2 separate regions of the Hordeum vulgare genome follow, and region 2 is linked to region 1. A link is a contact called in public Hi-C data. All regions are on one chromosome and are shown on one strand. Each heading gives the region's core, a stretch centred on a gene start, on an enhancer-like site or on the middle of the called end of the contact. The rest is flanking DNA. Distances are from core to core; before and after follow the strand shown. Region 1 overlaps LOC123402876 (3-isopropylmalate dehydratase small subunit 1-like). Region 2 has its middle 63 kb from the start of LOC123401370.

The links. Hi-C and Micro-C count contacts between places; a contact is called where the count stands out from the background.
Region 2: a contact with region 1 is called in a Hi-C map of leaf, with 7 times the contacts expected there. The contact joins two enhancer-like sites. A contact is called at or near these places in 1 of 6 Hi-C or Micro-C datasets (leaf) and 1 of 1 datasets of contacts at active chromatin or transcription factors (embryo).

The regions. Positions count from the first base shown.
Region 1 is chr6H:408,603,700-408,608,015 of MorexV3_pseudomolecules_assembly, forward strand. LOC123402876 (3-isopropylmalate dehydratase small subunit 1-like) reads right to left here. Exons shown (of 2, transcript XM_045096837.1): 2 at 3,784-4,097. Among protein-coding and RNA genes, the nearest start is that of LOC123402876, 6.7 kb to the right of the region's middle. Within about 2 kb of position 2,637, at least 1 of the 3 cell types and tissues checked has open chromatin away from gene starts, as enhancers often do. A contact at or near this core is called in leaf, where this site is marked.
Region 2 is chr6H:409,074,514-409,079,161 of MorexV3_pseudomolecules_assembly, forward strand. No RefSeq gene overlaps it. Among protein-coding and RNA genes, the nearest start is that of LOC123401370, 63 kb to the right of the region's middle. Within about 2 kb of position 2,553, at least 2 of the 3 cell types and tissues checked have open chromatin away from gene starts, as enhancers often do. A contact at or near this core is called in leaf, where this site is marked.

The DNA of each region.
Region 1 (4,316 bases), core at 1,387-3,886:
CGATGCAGGAGGAGTTCGACGCCCTGCAGCGCAACCGTACGTGGCAACTTGGTCCGCGACCCTCTCGTGCCAACATCATCTATGGCAAGTGGGTGTTTCGCCAAAAGACTCGCCCGGACGGTTCTCTCGAGCGCTACAAGGCTCGATGGGTGGTTCGCGGTTTTCGGCAGCGCGCGGGCATGGACTTCACCGACACCTTTGCCCCGGTTGTGAAACCGGGCACAATCTGCGCCGTCCTTCAGCTAGCCGTCTCGCGCGCATGGCATGTGCATCAGTTGAATGTTTCCAACGCCTTCTTTCACGGTCATCTCGCCGAGCAGGTGTTCTGTGAGAAGCCTACTGGTTTCGTCGACGCCGCGCACCCTGATTTTGTGTGCTTGCTCTCCCGTTCTCTGTACGGGTTGAAGCACGCGCCTCGGGCCTGGTACCAGCGTATCGCAGCCTTTCTGCAGTCTATGGGCTTCCGGTCCACTCGCTCCGATGCTTTACTCTTTGTGTATCATCAGGGAGCTGCCACTGCATATTTGCTGCTGTACGTCGACGACATCATCCTCACGGCATCCGCACCTGATCTCCTTCAGCGGCTGACTGCTCGTCTTCGTGATGAGTTCGCCCTCAAGGACTTGGGGCCTCTGCACTACTTTCTCGACATCGCGGTGATCCGTCGGACCGACGGTTTCTTTCTGCATCAGCAGAAATACGCCCACGAGCTTCTCGAGCGTGCCGGTATGCTTAACTGCAAACCGGCGTCTACTCCCGTCGACACAAAGGCGAAGGTCTCTGCTTTGGAGGGGTCTCTTGCGTCCGATGGAGCGTTTTATCGCTCTATTGTCGGTGCTTTACAGTATTTGACGCTGACTCATCCCGACCTCCAGTACGATGTTTAGCAGGTGTGCCTCCACATGCACACCCCGCGTGACTCTCACTGGACTCTGGTAAAGCGTATTCTCCGTTATATACGCGCTACCATGTCCATGGGACTTACCCTGACGGCCTCCGCCTCCACCGACCTCGTGGCCTACTCGGATGCTGATTGGGCTGGTTGTCCTGACACGCGGCGCTCTACGTCAGGCTACGGTGTCTACCTTGGGCCCTCGTTGATCTCTTGGTCATCGAAGCGGCAACCCACGGTCTCCCGCTCCAGCGCCGAGGCAGAGTATCGCGTCGTGGCAAATGCCGTAGCCGAATGCTCTTGGATACGGCAGCTGCTACAGGAGTTGCTTTGTGACGTTCACAAGGCCACCGTCGTCTACTGCGATAACGTCAACGCGGTCCACCTCTCTGCCAACCCGGTGCACCATCGACGGACGAAGCATATTGAGCTTGATATTCACTTCGTGCGCGAGCAGGTTGCCCTTGGACGAGTTCGTGTTCTCCACGTGCCGACATCACAACAGTTTGCTGACGTCATGACTAAGGAATTGCCTGCTCCTGTCTTCGAGGAGTTTCGGTCCAGTCTCTGTGTCTCCAGTGATGCTTCGACTGCAGGGGGTGTTGAATATGTATTTGTGTTGCACGTGTATTAGAGTTGTGGCCCACCTCCTAGTCTTGTATAGTTGAGGTAAAGGTCTTTCCTTGTATTATATATACGTGCACCAGCACCCCTAATGAAATCATCGCATTACAATTCATCTATCTAGACTAAGGAAATTTTGATCACATTTTCTTGTAAGGTACGCAAAATGTTGAGTTTTGCGCAGCACATTTTTCATGCTGCTTAGTAGTCACACTTGACACTGAAGAATGAGCACACGAATGAGGTAGAATAAAAAAGCAAAGATGCTACACTTACGGGAACTTTTTAAAGGAGTTTTACGGACTGGTCTTTCTCCTCACTAATCTCTCCTTGATTTTTGGAGTGGGGTCCGTTTTATCTTAATCACCAATCAATACATTCCACCTCAGCTCAGCCTGTAAAACTCGCGTAAAACTCCCGTAGGTGTAAGATTGCTCATAAAAAAGGCTACGGAATCGGCTTCAGTTGGACACCATGTTTCTTCGTTCCGGTCGACGCCGACCAAAGGCAGGCGGCAGCCGAAGCCGCTACTAAAACGAACCCTACGCAAGCTGCACCATCATCATCATCATTGTCAAAGCGATAATGATCGGAGCGCTAACCCGCAATGAATGCGGCCTGCCTGCATCCCAAGCTTCCCTATCCTGAAAGCCCTGCCGCTCTTTCCGTGTGCGAACTGAAAAAGTCAGTGACCTTGTCGGCGAATCAGTTCGCCGTTGGCCGTTCGAGGCTGGATGGAGGCACGAAGACGATGACGCAGCAGCAGTGCCACGAAGGGGATAGGCGCCGGACAGAATGTGGCCGCGGTTTGAGTCCAGGGCCAGGAATGCACAGGGTTTACCTGGATGATTAAATGCGCTCGTTACGAATAGTTGGAGGGTTGACACTATGCCGGAGACGATCATGGGTCGGCCAGGCGCTGGACGATGTCAAACAGACGGGTGCAGTGCAGAGACGGGCCGGCGACCCCTGCCCGTACAGAGAGTCCAGCGAAATGGGAGCGGGAGTTTGACCTGGGCGCGCCGCTCTTCAAGTCGTGTCGCTCTCCTCCATGGGACAGCACACTGTTTGCATGATTGGCATTGCCAGAGTTGTCATGCACTCTCCGGCCACAGGTTAAGTTGCTCCATAAACCAAAAAATGGAGCATACAAACGGCATCGCCATCCTGAGAGCGACACTGAGGCAACGAGACGCGAGCCCACCAAATCATTAACGCAAAAGTCAGCTGCCTGCCCGCTGGCAGCTTGAAGAAAGTCTTGAGCCAGACGGGACGGGAAAGACGGACGGTCACTGGCTTAAATCCGTGATGTGGATAGGAGAAATAGGACGTACGTACTACCGTACGAGCAGCTAGCATACGGGGTGTGATGCCCATCGTTTTCCGTCGGCGCGCAGAGGCGGCAGCGCGGTGCGAGCCCATTGATGGCTGCCGCGAGAGCCTGCACCCGGTCAACCCCGTACACACGCCCGATCCTCCCCGGCCAGAGGCTCGCTCTCTCCGCTGCCGAGTCGCTGAGTTCGTGATGGGGTATGATCGACGTCTCGAGCGCACAGGTGCCGCGACGGGGTAAAACGGTGCGATCTGTCAAACGGCACCGCGCGCCGCCCGTCAAATGCGGGTAGACCTCGCTGTTGGATCGTGACGCGGGCGCCGCGGAGTTGAGGCGGGTAGGCGACAGAGGGAACCAAGAGCTGAGCTGAGGTCGGGCGGTGCGGGAGACGCGACGCAACACCAGGTGGCGCGACCCGTCGTCGTCAACTAGAGAAGGCGGTCGTGCCGTCTTCATGGGCTACGTCGGTGTGCCGAGACTGTGAGTGTCACCACAGAACAGCTCAGCAGCGGCCGGAAAGCTCGTCGCTGTATACACACTGTGGCGCGACCTGGGAGATCACCACAGGTTAGGCCCCGCTTGGGATGAATGTAAATTTATACACCTGTATTTATTTTACAAGTATTTATAGACTGAGAAAAAAACGAGGCATGTATCTGAAACCGGCCGAATACGAAAAGAGACGCTAGAGGCGTGTATCTGAAACCGGCCGAATACGAAAAGACGGCTAGAGCAAGCAGGGCCTTAGTGATTTAGAATCAGTGGAGAAATAAAGTCCAGGATAGTGCTATCCCAAAGCAAGGCCATATGCATATTTCAGATGATCTTTCTCTGTAAAAGGAAGACAAAAATTAACTTATTATTTTCCCCATCGCTTCCATAAATACAAAAGAAAGCGGATTTTCCTTTCCTCGCTGAATAGGAACGCCAAAAGTGACTGAATACAGTCCACCACTGCAATCAATAAACATAAGCTAGTGCTTGATTACACTTTTTTTTAACAGGGAGTACACTTAACTTGACATCAAAGATAACAGGTGTAAACAAGACTATTACATGGGTGTAACACTCACTACAACAAAGTTCAGCACTCTCGAGCCTAGTATTACTGGTACAAGGCAATGTCAAAGTAGTAGCAAAACTGCTGGACAATCACACCTCCAGAGAAGTGCAAAGACTCTTATTCATAAACCAGTCTTACTTGCCACCCGCAAGCGCTCAACTAATCTGACAGCAGATCAAGCTTACCTGGAGATGAATGTCACATTGTTAGCATTACACACATATGATACACAATAGTACGACTATGGGGAAGGACTTGATCATAAAATCTGGAGGATACAGTTCAGTGTCTACTGTCATAATATTAATACCTGACACAGCAGCAGATGTTTATCATTCTAGCTACGAAAACATGTTTCTATAATCAAGAAAATGAAAGTTCAGGCCGATTTAAATGAAATTGAA
Region 2 (4,648 bases), core at 1,303-3,802, 470 kb after region 1:
CTGATCTATGAATCAAATAAACAAGCAGAAAAAATGGATCAATTACATAATTAGAGTAACAAAGAAAGGATGAAGGTGTGGTGATTGAAGTGGCCAACAATAAGAAAGCTCACCCAACAAAAAGGATGGAGTTATAGTGATTGAAGTGGCAGTACAGAATGAAAGAAAGAAGCACGACATATCAAATAAATAACTATGTACTACCTCGATTCCAAAATACAAGACTTTTTAGTAGGCTAAACGCTTACCAAAACGTCTTATATATTGGAATGGAGGTAGTAGAACGCATGGATGAAACGAAGTGTGAATACAACAAAGGCCGGTCAAACTGCGGCTGCAGCTAGCAGCACTTGAAGGAACCTCCGGATTTACCGATGCAAGGCCAAGGTGTCTGATATCTCCAAACGGCAACATGACACATGGCACATGCTGCGCCGGAAACAGCAGAACGCATAGAATCTTTACATACCATCGTACAATCATAGTTATAATCTGGAATGCACGGATACTTCACTGACCTCACGTATACGTATCGGGATGCCGTATCCGATACTAAGAAAACAGTTGTGCATATCATGTCCATACGAGATTGCAAAATAGTAAGAAGCACTAGGAAATTAAACACACGCACACAGTGTTTGAAGAATCCGGAACGAGGCAAGAGGAATCAATAAACAATCCTTGCCCGAAAGACAAACCAGTCAGAAAAGGGAGGACTTACACCTTGAGGCAGCCGAGCAAGCACACCAGAAAAATTAAAAAGCAAGCCTTGGGATCCTTGCAGCCCTGGAAAGCAAAGGAAACCATTACAAAAAGTAAGTCACGTGCCGAACACATACACACAAGCAAGTAGGGACAGCACGGAGCGAAGATAGCCCACCTGAATATCGAGTCACTGTCTAGCGAAAGAGGAAGAAGCGCAAGATACCAATCTTAGAGTTAAAGGAGCACCTTAGCCCTGCACGATAAGACAAGAAAAGGGATCATCCAACAGAAGAACTGGATAGGTGAAACAATGCCAAGAAAAATAGCAGTTGAGTAAGTACAAGCACAGAGGAGAAGACAGCAAGATCCTCGCAATTCTGAAGAGCAAAGGAAATCGTTGCAAAGAGAAAATCACATGCGGAATAACTTACACAGAAGGAAGTTGAGTATGCAAGACTGCAAGTCACGGTCTCGCAAAAGGGAAGGTTAACACATAGCTCACGAGCATTTCATGGAGGTAAGCTACAACGGAGACGAGGTGAAGAAAAACAAACACGTTAGATTACGGTCATTTCATCGACCATTGACATGCTCGTCAAGGGAAGAAGGGCGTCGTCGACCATCTGAATTTAGGAAAAGCAACTCACAGAATGATCAAGCTTCAAGCAGCACCAGCAGCAGCAGCAGCTGAAGGACTCCACAGCAGGCCAAGATGAAGGATCAGCCGGCAAAAAGGCCCTGGAAAGCAAAGGGAACGGAACCATTGTAAAGAGTAAGTAAATCACGTGCCGAACACATACACGCGAGCGCGCGCGCATACACACAGCTACACAATCAAGTAGGTGCAGCAAAGTGCACCTGAATATTGAGTCACGGTCTCGAAAAAGGTGGTGATACTGATATCCAAAGGTCAGAGGTTGTGACAGGACGTAAGCTACCTAGGAAACAGGGCAACGAAGAAACACACGTTAACTCACGGGCATTTCATCAAACAGTACATGTGCAGTGAAAAACTTAGTCGGTCACCTGTGTTGAGCAAGAAGACAAGTGGGTGAATGAGCAAGCAGGAGCACCGGTATCCCTGCACGGCAAAAGCACACCAGTGAGAACCCAGATAAGAAAAACACGTGCCCCGAGCAGAGTTGGTCTGCGGCACCCAACGGACACCCGGTCGGCGGGCAGCTCAAGGTGCTCAACCGCATGTGCTCCACCATGAGCCTCGCTGCGGCAAGCACTGCCGCTCCCTCGAGGCGCTCCGTGGTCACCTCGGCTTGGGCGCCTTGCTGCCCTCCAAGCCCGCCTGCGCCACCGCCTTCCAAGCACAAGCACAGACAGACGGAGCAAACCCTAGAGTCGAGTCGAGGCAAGTGGTCGCAGGAAGGAATACGTACTACGTAGTCATCATGGAGTTGGGAAAGGGGAAGGTGAGCTCACCGGCAATTCGTCGAACAGATCAAGAGCGGCTTGGAGCACCGAGGAATAAGACGGAGAGAGGGAGCAACCCCGGACCCGGAGGCGGAGCAAGTAGCAGCACGGGTAGGTAGCCCTGCACGGCAAGGAGATGAGCCGGCGAAGGAATCCGATAGGGGAGAAAAGCAAAAGGGACGCGGATCAAGCCGGCCGGCGACGGGAGGAAGCAGCAAAACCTCGCCGCCTCGTGCTCAAGCCTGAATTACGCCGCAATGTGGAGGAAGAGGAAGAAGAAGAAGAAGATGGATTCGCGTGAGGGGGCTTGGGAGACAAGGAAGGAAGCCGCCGCTCCGCTCCGCCGCTCCCGTCCCCTCTCCTCTGCTCTCTGCACAGCGTGGGTTATCCTCTTCTTCTTTCTCAGCGGGCAAGGCCGAAGGTGGCGGCCCACGCTCCAGTCTGGGCCTACAAAAAAACAATGTGAGGACACACGAGCACTCAGCCCAGATCCTATTAGCCACTTTTGCTTTTTTCTCTTTTTGAGGAAAAATAGGAATTTCTGCGTTTTTTTAGGCGTATTAGGAAATTTTTTTATTTTCTTTTTAATTTGAATTCGTTAACTTTTTTAAATACAAAAAAAATCAAATTTGTGAAAGAAACGTTTAAAATCAACGGGTCAATCACTCGTTAGCATGGTTGCGTCAACAAATCAAACCAAATCCCAAAAAAGTAAATCAAACCAATGCCTAGGGCTACCCAAGGGAGCCAAGTGATCTAGTTCGTGGTCCGGCCCACACGACGATACATTGAGCACCAGTTGTCTTCAGAGGCGCTAAAGGCGCATAATAGGAAATCTCAGCCTCCTCTCGGGCGAGGAGTCGTGCCTCCTGCTCGATCAACTAATAAGCACCAACGCCGCCCATAAGTATGTCTACCTCTCTATGACCCCCCCCCCCTCCCCTGGGGAACTCCGAACATGTGTCGTGCTCGGGGGCTTCCTGTGTTTGGCTAGAGCGGGAAGGAGATAGGTAGCCTACATCGGGAAACGAGTAGAGCAGGGTCACGCCAGGCAATGTGGAGCCCTTCCCCTGAGGGGTGGGCACGTTGTCGGAGTTAAATCATGCGGATCTCAGCTAGGGGGGCCTAACTAGTGATCTTGGTACAATGGTGATAAGACAGAGAAGGGACACGATGTTTACCCGGGTTCAAGCTCTCTCGAAAAGGTAAAAACCTACATCCTTCTTTGTTCTATTGATTGTGGTTGGGGTACATTTTTTCGAAAAGGGACGCTTTATTACTTAAGAAGTTAAGGTGGATGGGGTACATAATACATGTTGATCTACCTCGATATCGTATGTGTATGAATCTGTCTCAATATGAGATCACGTATGGACTAGCCTAGCCTCGGTTTATATAATGTACTCGAGGCATGGGATAATATAAGTCCTAGTCGGCTACATCGGTCGAGAGGAGTCCTTGCATTGTCTTGTATGTCAAGTCTTGTGGCATCTTTCTTAGATGAGTCGCGAACAGCCCAGGATGAAACCACCACGGAGTTCCTTGGCTCGGCCCTCCTGACCGGGGAGAGGACATGATGAGTATCCCCTAGTCCAACACACCATCACACGCACATATGAAAGAAAACACAATAAAGGAAGCATCGATCACTTATCAACTGCTTGGGGACAGGAAATTCCAATGACCTGACAATAATGAAAATAAATTGGTTCATTTGATGGATGTCGAGAACCAATGTGCTCTCAAACGGAGTATTCTTGCCTACCTGGACACCATATGTTGAACACGGTGTTTTTTGGGATATTTTTAAAGACCCCAACTTTAGCTAAAAGGTGGGCATGTACATTGTAGGCATCCATGTCCGGTTTGAAGGAAAACATATTTGATATTATAATTCAAACAGATACTTAAAACAAACATAAGTAATGAATATTTGAATAAAAAACAATTAAAAATCATAATTCAATATTTCAGACAAAAATTCAAAGTTTTTAACTGATTTCGAAAAGAATAATAAAATTCAAAAAGGAACAAAATGAATTAACAAAAGAAGAAGAGATAGAAAAGAAAAAAATGCTCAAGCCTTGACGCAACTAGGCGAAGGCATCACTCTCGTCGGGCACTTGTCGGTCCAGCTCGAGCGCTTGCGGGTTTTTATAAAGTACATCAACTTTAAAAATAGTAAAATTCAAAATGGAGCAAAATGAATTAACAAAAGAAGAAGAGATAGAAAAGAAAAAAAAACTCTAGCCTTGGCGCAACTAGGCAAAGGCATCACTCTCGTCGGGCACTTCTCGGTCCAGCCCAAGCGCTTGCGGGTTTCTAAAAAGTACATCAGTTTTAAAATTTTAAAAATACAAAATATGTTTGTGTTTTGTCATAAATTCGAAAAATGGTCGAACTTTCAGAAAGAATCAAATTTTTCAAGAAATGTTCATGTATTTCAAGAACTGTTCGGGTATTTCAGTTTTTTTTTCATAAATTTTTAAAAATGCATTTAGAAATTGTTTGGGTTTTC